Regions from separate parts of the Gossypium hirsutum genome. Here region 2 is linked to region 1. A link is a contact called in public Hi-C data. All regions are on one chromosome and are shown on one strand. The core of a region is the stretch at or near the end of the contact, and the rest is flanking DNA. Distances in the headings are between cores, read along the strand shown.

The links. A called contact is a pair of places that touch in the nucleus more often than the background predicts.
Region 2: a Hi-C map of leaf shows a contact between it and region 1, with 3 times the contacts expected there. The contact joins the promoter of LOC107916181 here to the promoter of LOC107916008 in region 1. A contact is called at or near these places in 4 of 34 Hi-C or Micro-C datasets (anther and leaf).

Annotation. Positions count from the first base shown.
Region 1 is chrD10:50,044,219-50,049,793 of Gossypium_hirsutum_v2.1, forward strand. LOC107916008 (phylloplanin) reads left to right here and starts at 4,167. Exons shown (of 2, transcript XM_016845175.2): 1 at 4,167-4,412; 2 at 4,503-5,028. The coding sequence starts at 4,223. The coding sequence ends at 4,783. LOC107916174 (endo-1,3;1,4-beta-D-glucanase) reads left to right here. Exons shown (of 7, transcript XM_016845323.2): 6 at 718-815; 7 at 1,306-1,715. The coding sequence ends at 1,446.
Region 2 is chrD10:50,254,433-50,260,268 of Gossypium_hirsutum_v2.1, forward strand. It overlaps LOC107916181 (peroxisomal fatty acid beta-oxidation multifunctional protein MFP2), which reads right to left and starts at 3,958. Exons shown (of 18, transcript XM_016845329.2): 1 at 3,541-3,958; 2 at 2,848-2,919; 3 at 2,666-2,731; 4 at 2,538-2,594; 5 at 2,385-2,452; 6 at 2,226-2,307; 7 at 2,081-2,136; 8 at 1,653-1,955; 9 at 1,469-1,555; 10 at 806-980; 11 at 605-726; 12 at 347-510; 13 at 1-255. The coding sequence starts at 3,643.

The DNA of each region.
Region 1 (5,575 bases), core at 2,917-5,416:
CTATGGGGCAGAACTTCTGGTTGAATTCTCTGTGAATGTTCTGCTTAGGTTCTTGCATTAGGATTTATTCTAGTTTAAAGGAAAGGGTTTGTACGATTTTAGTAAAAAAAGAGTCTGTTCTTTCAGTATAAGGTGGTGTTTGGTATGGGGTGCACCTGTAAAATCATGGTGATCTACAAATTGTGATTAAATCACCGAACTTGAGAAAAATTGAATGATGTTATGTGGCAGTGATCTTAGTTCATTGAGAGTGATTAGATCATTCCCTTAGAAGGTGATTTAATTCTAATTCACAAAGGTGAAAAAAACTTCTATTCTCAAGATGAAGTGAGTTGTGAAATGACTTTTAGTCAGTATTAATTTGTGAATTAAAAACTTCCTCTCAAACTTTTAATTATTTTCAATAATGTGAATTTATGACTATCCATCAATTCACTATCAGAATATTAGGTGTCCTAAGACAATTAGCAAAATTATGCAACTGTCTCGAGAACAGAAACTCACGGCCTTGTATGGTGATTACTTTAGTGTTTTTCCACATTATCTATATCATGAAACTATCTCTATGATATGCAAAAATTGAAGTTTTGGGTTTGGTTGCAGTTATTAGTTGATTCCTTAAGAGGGTATTTTCACCCATTATCATGCTTTTGTGTGGTGTCTGTGGTAGGGGCAAGTTTAGCTTAGTAATATTTGATTATGTGTAAATTCTTGCAGGTGTGAAGGTGCCCATTGCGATATTGGGAGCTGAGATTGACAATTTGTCTCCCCCAGAACTTGTAAAACAGTTTGATGAGATATTAAAAGCGAGTGAGGTATGAAGGCCCAATGCCTGGTGTCATACTGTCTGTTATCTTTATTGAATGAACCTAAGACTGGTGAAAAATTGCATTTTCTTTAACTTGATATCAATGTTATGTTTCTTGTTTGCTCCATTCAGTAGCCTGTCCTATGCTTATTTTGCCAGGTTCCTATTTAGATGAGGTGTTATAAGTCCCACATTTCTCATCTTTTGTACTTGTTTGTGACTTAAATACCATATTAGAGTCACACGTGCCTTTTCTCTTATTGCCTTGCATGCCAAATAGTCACGCTTATCAACTAATCAAAATACTATGCCAATTACTCGGTCTTTTGAGTATGGCTTTTTCCGGGTTCCCTCTTTACCTTCAACCCAAGGGGTGCAAGTGACCCTGTGTTTGGCTACATATACTCTTCACCAGAGTTTCCTTAATGTTAAATAATGTTCTGTATGGAACAAGCACACTTTTATCTTTGTTACAAAACAATATCTTTCTCTTGCAGGTTGATAGATTTGTGAAGATATTTCCTAAATGTGCCCATGGATGGACGGTCAGATACGATGTCAATGATACAACAGCTGTGTCATGCGCTAATGAAGCTCATCAAGATATGCTGGAGTGGTTTGCAAAGTACGTTAAGTGAGCAACTTATCCGATGATGATGGTGTTAATGCGTATTATCTAGAATTCTGTTTACAATATGGTCTTGTTTCTACAGAATAAGGGTAAATTTTAATGCATTGTGCCTTAGTTGCGGTAGAATTTAGAAAAGCTTGAACGGATGTGGTGTCCATGTTGTACCATTTAGCCAATGCATTGGAATTCCTGTTTATGTGGTTCAGTATAATGGAATTTCTGTTTATGTTGTACTAAAGGGCTAATCATAAATTCAGTATTCTATCCCATTGGTTATATGTGAGCCACTCTGCCCACCGTTGACTCATTATCTCTTGATCAAATATGGAGATTCAATAGCATTTTGTGTCATTAGCAGCCATGATATTTCATGAATCCGCATTTCAAAGCAATGGAACACAAGTGGGGGGGTTCTGTAATGGTCCACTTGGCTAGCTTCTCTTTAGTCTAATGGTTGAAACTAAGATTATTGCCAAATTAAGCAACTTATTCGATGCTTGTCGCCATCTCAATATTCTGCCCTAACCCACAAGGAAAACTAGAGATTTCAGAGGAAAAAATGATAGCTACACATGGACCAATCTATAAACTTTTTCAATCAATCGGGATACAAAGGCCAAACTTCTCTTAGCTTCTGCAACTTCACTACATATAGAATAGAGAGTCCTCACACTGCTTTTGCATTAGTGAAAGAAAAAAAGATAAGCCAAGGAATGAAGGTGTGTTTATTATGTTGATTTATATATATATATGTTATACACATAGTTAAACAAAGCTTTTTTTTCTCTTTTTAAGTTCTCTTAAATTGTGGTTTAAGTGGAATGAAAAATATATATTCTAAATTTAAAGGAAAATGCAAGTTTAACATTGTTGAAAGAGACAGCAACAAATTCTAAATATAAACATAAAAATTATAAATATATACTTAAATAAAGAGAAAAGGCTATTAAAGATGTAATTTTGTTAGGGGTAGAAACAATTTTGGATTTATGTTCCATCGGCTGAAGTCAAAATTTTCATAACTAACATACAAATGCCTCAGATATATATATTTTGGATGGGACAACTGGATTTTATTATTATTAAAAAAAACACAGTTTCCAAACAATAAGGGAAAGCTGTAAAGTACATTAGGAAATGGAAATTTTGAATGCTAAATGAGCTGAAACCTTGTTTCAGATATCGCCATTGTCTCTTGAATAATAAATTTATCACCATTTTAATTCCATTTGTGAAAATTTTACTTTCCAATAGTTCTATCATTAAGGGTAATTATTTTTTTTTTGTAATAACAATACTATTAATGGAAATTATTTGATATAATATTATTTATGTAAACTAAAAATTTTACAAACATGACAAGTGCATTATAGGATATATTTTAAAATCTAAAGAAAAATGCATAATAATAAATTTAATTTCTATCGTTTCATTTTAACCTTAATTCTTTTCTTTTTGAACCAATTTAGTTTTCAACTTTCAAATTTTATTTAAATTGTTATTTTTTAAATTAAAAATTGATTGGATTGTTAAAATTTTAACAATAGTGATACGAAAATTTGTAATTTTTATGAATTTTTTTAATTTTCAAACATTTTATATATTTTTTGAATTTATATAAAGTACACATAGATTGTCATGCGAGCTGCCGCACCAATGTCATTAAAATTTAACAATTTTAGTCAAATTTTCTCTGCAAAAAATAATAATTTGACTAAAATTTGAAGGTTGAGGGCGATCAAAATAGAGTCAGTGCTAAAATGGAAAAAGTGAACATTAGGGAACTAAATTTATTATTATGAAAATAAATAAATAAATAGGACACTTATTATCATTCTAACCCGACTTGTAAAATTTTTACTTTCCATTGATATTTGATGATTATCCATATCATTAAATAATCAAATTTTTAAAAAATTGTAGAATTATTAAAATAATAATATTATTAGATGAAGTAATTTTATTCTTTTCTCTAAAGAATTTTAAAACAATTTTATATTTTTTTTCAAAATTAATTTTCATACATATTACTTTCAGTAACTGCTAAATTATAGCACAAAATTATAGCACACCCATGATATTTGTGGAAAATATATTTACAAAATGTTGTATAAAATATTGCTTAAACTTTGATTGAGATAATAAAATTGAAGGTCTAGAAAATTTATTGTCCTGCCTTCAAATCTTAATATATATATATAGTTTTTTTTAAAATTTATTCTGGTTTTAAATTATATTTTATAGATTCCATATAGAATTAGAATTAGAAAAAATATTTCTTATAATAATATTCATTATTTTTTTTAAAGATATGCTTTAAAATTTTTTTCTTAATTAAATTAATGTTCAGTGAATTCAACTCATTTTAGAATTAAAAATAATAGATATAGATTATTTATAATCTAACAATTTTTTTTTTAAATGATGTCCTTTATTACCCATTTTATCTTCTCGCCGTTTTTTTTTCATAGTAATGCCTATATTAGAAAATCTCACATCACTTCTCAATTGCTTTTTCTTTTCTTTTCTAAGTGAGTTTTTTTTTTTCCAACAACAATGTTAAGCTATGCCAAAGTCTAGGGGGCAAGGTTTAGCCCCCACGTAGGTGAAGCCTACAATGGTGGCGTGCATGGTGCTGATGGTGAAGGTCCCCAACTTGTGTGGAAGATTTTAGCACCAACTTGCCCTCTAAGTTGCCTATAAATAACTAGGGTTGTCGAACATCACAGCTGCAAGAGTGAATCATTTTCATTGATTAAGTCGGTTAATTAACCCAAAACTTCATGGCCTTGAAAACACTTATGTTGGTTTGTCTCTTGGTTGCTGCAATGGCATTGATACCTCCAATTGCTGAAGCTCAACTAGGTGGCCTCATTAGCGGCCTCCTTGGCTTGATTAGGATCCAAGGGACTGTATTTTGCACTGTCGATGGCAACATTGGTGTAAACGGCACTGCAACCCCAGTTTTCCCTTGTAAGCTTCTACTTTTATATCATTATATTTTCCCGAGAAAATGATTACAAATGCTGAGTTATATATGTATTTGGTATAAATGTGTCTTAGATGCATTGGTGCAACTTCAGGGTGGTGGAAACGTGGTTTCGAGTTCAACAACAAATGGATCTGGCATATTCTCCATATTATTAGATCCATTGCAATTCCTTGTCCCTTCATTGATCAACAATTGCAACTTAGCCGTAAAAACTCCGCTCTCCAATTGCAATACCTCCCTTCCATCCATCGGGGGATTGTCTTCAACCTTACAAGTCATCGGAAGCACCGTTGCTGGACTCTTGAACATCACCAACATCATCCCAACCGGGTTCGGGTTTTTACGAGCATGATAAAACTCGAAAACTAGAACAAGAACATCCATTGAACAAGTGATAAATAAGGTGGTCGTTTTGAATGTTGAATGTGGCTATAGCGTCGCTCTTTGTCGTATAATTATTGTTGGCTTATAATAGATACAAATGTGGGGCTATAACAATGTCTGTAATTCTTAATAAAACTTACATTTTGTCATGTAAGTAAAGTCCCAATGTAATCTTGCTATGTTTCGAGAAATAAATAAAGTTGTGTTTGATAATACTTATTATATTGAAAACGACAACTTTCAAGATAATTATATTAAAATTTCAATTAATACTTTTTTTTTAAAAAAAATGTTAACATTTAATATTAAAATGTTAAATTGATTTTATTTTAAATTTAATATAAATTATCTCTTTGTTTTTTAAATAAATAAAAAAGTTATCATATTTAATTTTTATCTACAATTATCATAACCAATATAAAATATTATATTAGGCCATGTTTGATAAAAAATTGAAAATATTCAAACAACTGAAATTTAATTTTTTAAACAGGTTTGATAACTCACAATAAAAAATACTAAATAAATTTCTTTTACAAAAAAAGTAAAAACCTACTTCTTACTTATAACCTACTAGAATAAATTCAATGATTTTTATTTTATTTTATTTCATTTAAGATTATATTATCCTTTATAAAATAATATAATTATACTCAATATTTAATTTTAAATAATATGCCAAACAAATTTTATAACTTAAACTCAATATTTAAATTTTTTATACTTATTTTCTCAATACTTAATTTTTAGTTTATCAAAT
Region 2 (5,836 bases), core at 2,708-5,207, 210 kb after region 1:
CTGAATGGGCCCATTGGCATTCCAAACTTGGTAATTACTCGATCAATCCGATAAACATCAGTTCCCCGTTCAACAAGGAAAAGGCCTAATTGCGTATAAGAGAAGAACATCCTATTGACAGCAAAACCTGTACAATTGCCAACAACAATTGGAGTCTTCTTTATTTTCTTCCCAACATCGAGCATGTCAACAATTATTTGGGGAGATGTTTGCCTGGTACGAACAATTTCCAATAGTGGCATGACATGAGCCGGACTGCATCAGACAGATACATCAATAAATGAACCATCTAAGTGAAGAAACAGCACAAGAAGAAGAAAACTAGGAGTTGCACCCAGTATAATACCTAAAGAAATGAGCCCCAACAATCCGATCCTGGGATTTGGTCCTCTCACCGATCAAGTTCAAATCAATAGTGGAAGTGTTACTTGCAAGTATGCAATGTGGAGAGCAGAATTTCTCGAGATCAGCAAAAATTTGTTGCTTCAAAGAAACATTCTCAATAACTGCCTGTTACAAGGATTATAAACAAAAACAAAATCAATATTAAAACTACGGATAAAACACCATAGGAAAGGCAAGATGATAACACATTCTTAACTACCTCAATGACCATGTCCACATCTCTAAATCTTTCATAGTCAAGAACACCGCTAAGCAAAGAGATTGCTTTTTCAAACTTTTCTTGACTCATTTTCCCTTTCTTAACTCGGCTTTGAAGATTGGCTGCACAAAAAAGAATATGATCATACAAACAATCAAAAGTGATATCCTTAAAGAAAATAAATAATCCAGTTGTGCTCACCTTTGACGCGATCAATTCCAGCCTCCAAAAACTTCTCATTCACTTCTTTCAGGATTACTGTATAATTGCAAAGAATCAATGCAGTTGCTATTCCGGAGCCCATTAAACCTCCACCAAGTACAGCAACTTTCCTCACCTGTCTTGGCATTAGCCCCCTGTCGGTAATCCCAGGAACCTGTCCATTGCTAAGAGATAAGTGTTTGTAAAATGTTAAGCAGAGAAGCTAGCCGAGGTTAGGGGTAGCATAAGGGCTACCTTTTACAAAGGGCTCAAGAAATTGATACTTTGAAGAGTATAATGTAAAACAACTCTAGAGTTGATATATTGAACATTAAATTATTTCTATCAACGATAAATTGTAAGACACAGTTTGAGCCTCACGTTACGTGCCAGATAAACTAAATCAAAATATATTTCAATTAGTCGAAGCACTATGAACATCAATGATGAGAGAGAGAGATGATTTTGATCAAAGATATGTTTTGGATCAGGCTAGCTGATATGAAAAGTGAAAAAGACTTCACCTTAGCTACAAAATAAGGAGGTGAGTTCTAAAATTCTAAAATCATATCTCTAATCAACATTCGATTGCAGAATCTATTAAAGGTATGTATGAAGGGATAGAACGAAAAACCAGTGCCGAATAGTAATTATCCTTTGAACCTTAGATGTTCCGCGCATAGCAAAGAAGATGTGAACCAAGCTTTTGCAGGTGTCAGATTTAAGAAGTACTTGGAAAGCTTCAGCCTCCTGCCAATATCAAATGTGTCGTTATGAAGTTGACTTTTAGTTGTAAAAAAAAGATAATTGAAAATGTATTAAAACCGTAATGGGGATAAGCAGTGACCTTCCACAGCCCTGCCCTAGGACCAGCAACTATACCCTCTTCAATAACATCAATACAAACCAAGGGGTGTTTGAGATTTGGAGCTCGCTTCCGAGCCTGTGCTCTAGCAAAGTTAAATATTTCCCGGGCTTCCCCAAGGGGCTCTAGCTTTTCAGTTTTGTAGAGAGTAGCAACCCATGGTTTTCTTCGTGCTAAAATATCTAGTGTCCAACGACGTGCAGTCTCTATCAACTCATGAGATGAAACGACAGCATCGACTAGACCCAATCCAACTGCCTCTTCACCTTTAACAGGCTTAGATGTCTATTTAAGGGAAAGAAGGGAAGAAGAAAGTGCTCAGTCAATGAACAGAGATATTAATATAGTAACCATATCAAATCATACCAAAGCCTGATGTAAGAAAAAAGAATACTGATCTAACCACATACCAACATCATTTCAAGGGACTTCGTGAGACCAACAAGTCGTGGAAGCCGCTGTGTACCTGAGCCCATTTAGGAGCAGAAAGCAGAATATAAATAATGCCAATATAGCCAGGAATTACCCCAAGCTGAAGAAATGAAAGAGTCAAACCTCCAAACCCAGGAATAACCCCAAGTTGAAGTTCAGGCAGGCCTAATTGTGCTGTAGGAGTCGATATTCTCGCATGACATGCCTGAAAGGAAAAAAACTATAAAGATATTTTCTTTCCAACAAAAATAAGAGATTTCTGAAGTTAAATAAAATACCGACCATTGCAACTTCTAGACCCCCACCTAAGGCAAGACCATCAATGGCAGCAACTGATGGTTTTTTTGCAGCTGAAGTACAAAGTATCTAGAGTCAACACAGATCCATGCAACTTTGAAATGCTTTCTGTTTTAGAAATCATTATACGGTAATTACCTTCTAAAGTGTCACTGACAATCTCAACTGATACAAAACCAAGCTTCGGCTGCTCCACTGGAAAATACTACCAACCCATCAATTTCAAGCCAATGCAATATATATACATAAAGGACTACTGTGCATACCTTTTCCTGATTGCATTCCATCAAAAGATGTGATATCAAAACCACCAGAAAATTTTCCATTTGTACCTGCTCACAAAAGCATCTCAATAACCAATTCCAGTCTTTTTGGAAAAGCAGTAACAGAGACAATATCTATACACCTCTTTTCCTTTAATTTTAAGGAGTGATCTCTTTGAACTTACCTGTAACAACAATGGCCTTCACATCGTCTCTTTGTAGGGCCTCGTCATAACTCTCTTTTAAGCTATGCAACACTGTGAGGAGGACACACAAAGGCAAGGGAGATCAATTGCATATCTTCTGACATATACAAAATCATTAAAATGTAATTGTGGGGGAAGAATGATGACTATTGTTTTCATGTAACCATATAACCTAATTTGAGCAATATACCAAGCAAAAAAAAGAACAATGAAATTATAGATCCAAATTTGCCTTTGAACCCCAATTATGCTTCACAATTTTCTTTTAAAATCTAACACTCTCTTTCTCTATTACCGAATATAAGTACATAATCTGGAGTTTTTCTACAGCTCTATCTAACACTCTCTTTATCTATTTGCAAACCGACCAACACAGAACCATGTAAGAGAATTGTAGGTCAACATGGTTCAAGTATAAGCCCTCTAAATTCCAATCTTTGCAAGAAAAATGAATATCAAGTTGATAAATACATCTGTTTTCCTCTGCAGCTAAATAAAACCCAATACAATTCTTTTGCTAACGAACCCCAAAAAGACAACCAAAACTTTATAAAATAATTTGCATAGAAAAATTGTGGGTCATAAATAACAAAGAAATCCCAAATTCCATAACTCAAAATCAAGAGGCAAAAAGGTAAGATAAAGAAAGAAGAAAATGAAAAGGGGGGGTACCATCAGGAGAAAGAGAATTGACAGGAGGATTGATGATGGTGATAACAGCAACTCCATCAGCTCCAACTTCAAGGGTTGTTCTTCCATTGTTATTGCTCCCCATTATCACTCTTTGCTTATTTATTTTTAATAAAAATTTGGAGTCGAACAATGGGTATTAATTAATAATAAAAATTATAAAAGGAGTTAGTTGGGGCGACGATTTCATTTAAGGAGGTGTCGTGTAAGAAGGCGGAGGAGGGAGTGACGTTTGAAGAAAAGAGTGTACGGGGAAACCCAAGTTAGTAGCTTTATATCAACTGCTGCTACAAATCTTTGAACTGCTTCTCCAAATCTTTGAACTGCTTCGTTGGTCTCAAAGTTGCTTGGTTGAGTTCCAACGCCTGCATGCTGTCTTCATCCAACCATATTTGTTTGCTGTTCCACTCTCATTTTATATATTTATTGAGGACAACTATAATCATAGTTAATTTATGTTTATTGATAGCACAACCCTTTAATTCTCATAAATGAAATTGAAAAATGGTAATACATCTTATTGAGTTAAACTTTTTCACTACATTACTTGCTATACATCACAAATCAAATTAAGAGAATAATACTGCCCCTATATCAAAAACGAAAATCTTGTTTTTTAGATACAATTTTCTTCTAAGTTTAGTGGAAGTTAATTATTTGAGGGTGAGTTTGGATGTATTTAACTATGATTTATGTAAAAATAATGGTGGCGGTGAGATTAGAGACTATAGCGATATTATAGCGTGAGACAAAAGGTAAGTTAAACGCATCATTTTCATTCAAACCCATCCAAATTCGTAGTGAAACTAATTCTCTAATATATTAAATATAAAATATATTAAAATCATATTTAAATTCAATTTAAATTTAATCCAATTTAACTCGATGCATGAATAACTTCATTTTGCAAATAAGGGTCAGTTCTTTATTGCTTAAAAAAAGAACTTTTGACTCTAAAAGTATTTTTGAAAGAAAAGCTGTGAAGAACAAATTACTTTTGGCTGAAATTTTTAGCTTTTCAAAAATGCATTTTTCAGCTCCTTTTCAGAAACTAAAAATTTTAGCTTTTTTTCTCCCAAAAGTACTTTTAGTGCTTAATTATTTTTTTACCCCTCCAATAACATAATATTTTTCTTTTTTTTTCTTGGTGCTTAATTACAATTGTGTTAAAATCATTAATTAAAAATAAAAAATATTTTTTTAAAATACTAATTACAAATATTCAATGGTTATATTTAAATATTTAAAATATAGTTTATATATTCTAATTAAATTTTATAAATAATTAATATTTATTGCTTAAAAATATTTACAATTTATATTTCATATATTAAAATATTAATAAGTTATAATAATTTTTTTATATTATTACTAAAATATAATAATATTAATTAATTTAAATATTATTTAAATGTATATTTGTTACTTGATAATAACATGTCTAAAATGAACATTTTATTTCTCAAAAGTACTTTTTGACAGCAATGCTAAACACTCAAATTTTAAACTAAACTTTTCAAAAACACTTCTCAAATTTTTTTTTTAAAAGTAATGAAGAACTGGCTAAGTGTCACCTAGGTAGCTTGGGCGAGGTGTCAATTTTCTACCGGCTATCTTTAGGGTAAGATATTAAAATGCAAAGTAGGGGAAATTTGGCGGAGAGAGAGATAAGTCGAAGAAAACAAAGGTAGTTGGATTATGATAATTCCAAAGTATTAAAACCCCTGGACTTGGTCGCTTTCATTCTCGAACCCACTTTACCTTTTTTTTTCCAAAAATATAATTTTATTTATATATAAAATATTACCATCAAAGGAAAGGAGTGGGGAAAACTCAAATATGTTAGAAATAAATTTTGAACAAAAACGAAATCACAACGGGAAAGATTGTATAAAATAAAGGGATTTTATGTCCTTAATATATTATTTTAATAATTTTTTATCTTAAATTTTGGACCTTAAATCTTAAACTTTGAATCCTAAACCTTATACCTTGGTTCTTGAAATCCTAGACTCAAGTTTAAAATTTAGGATTTAAGGTCCAAGATTCAAGTTAAAAAATTTAGGGTACAAGATTCAAGTTAAAAAATTACTAAAATGATGTATTAATTACATGAAAAAATATTGAAATGACATTAAATAATTAATAAAAGATATAAAATGATATAATATCTTTGTTTCATATAATTTTTTTTCCTTAATAAGAGATATAAAATGACGTAATGTCTTTATTTCGTATAATTTTTTCCAGAATATTTTAGAAAATAATATCGAAAAAA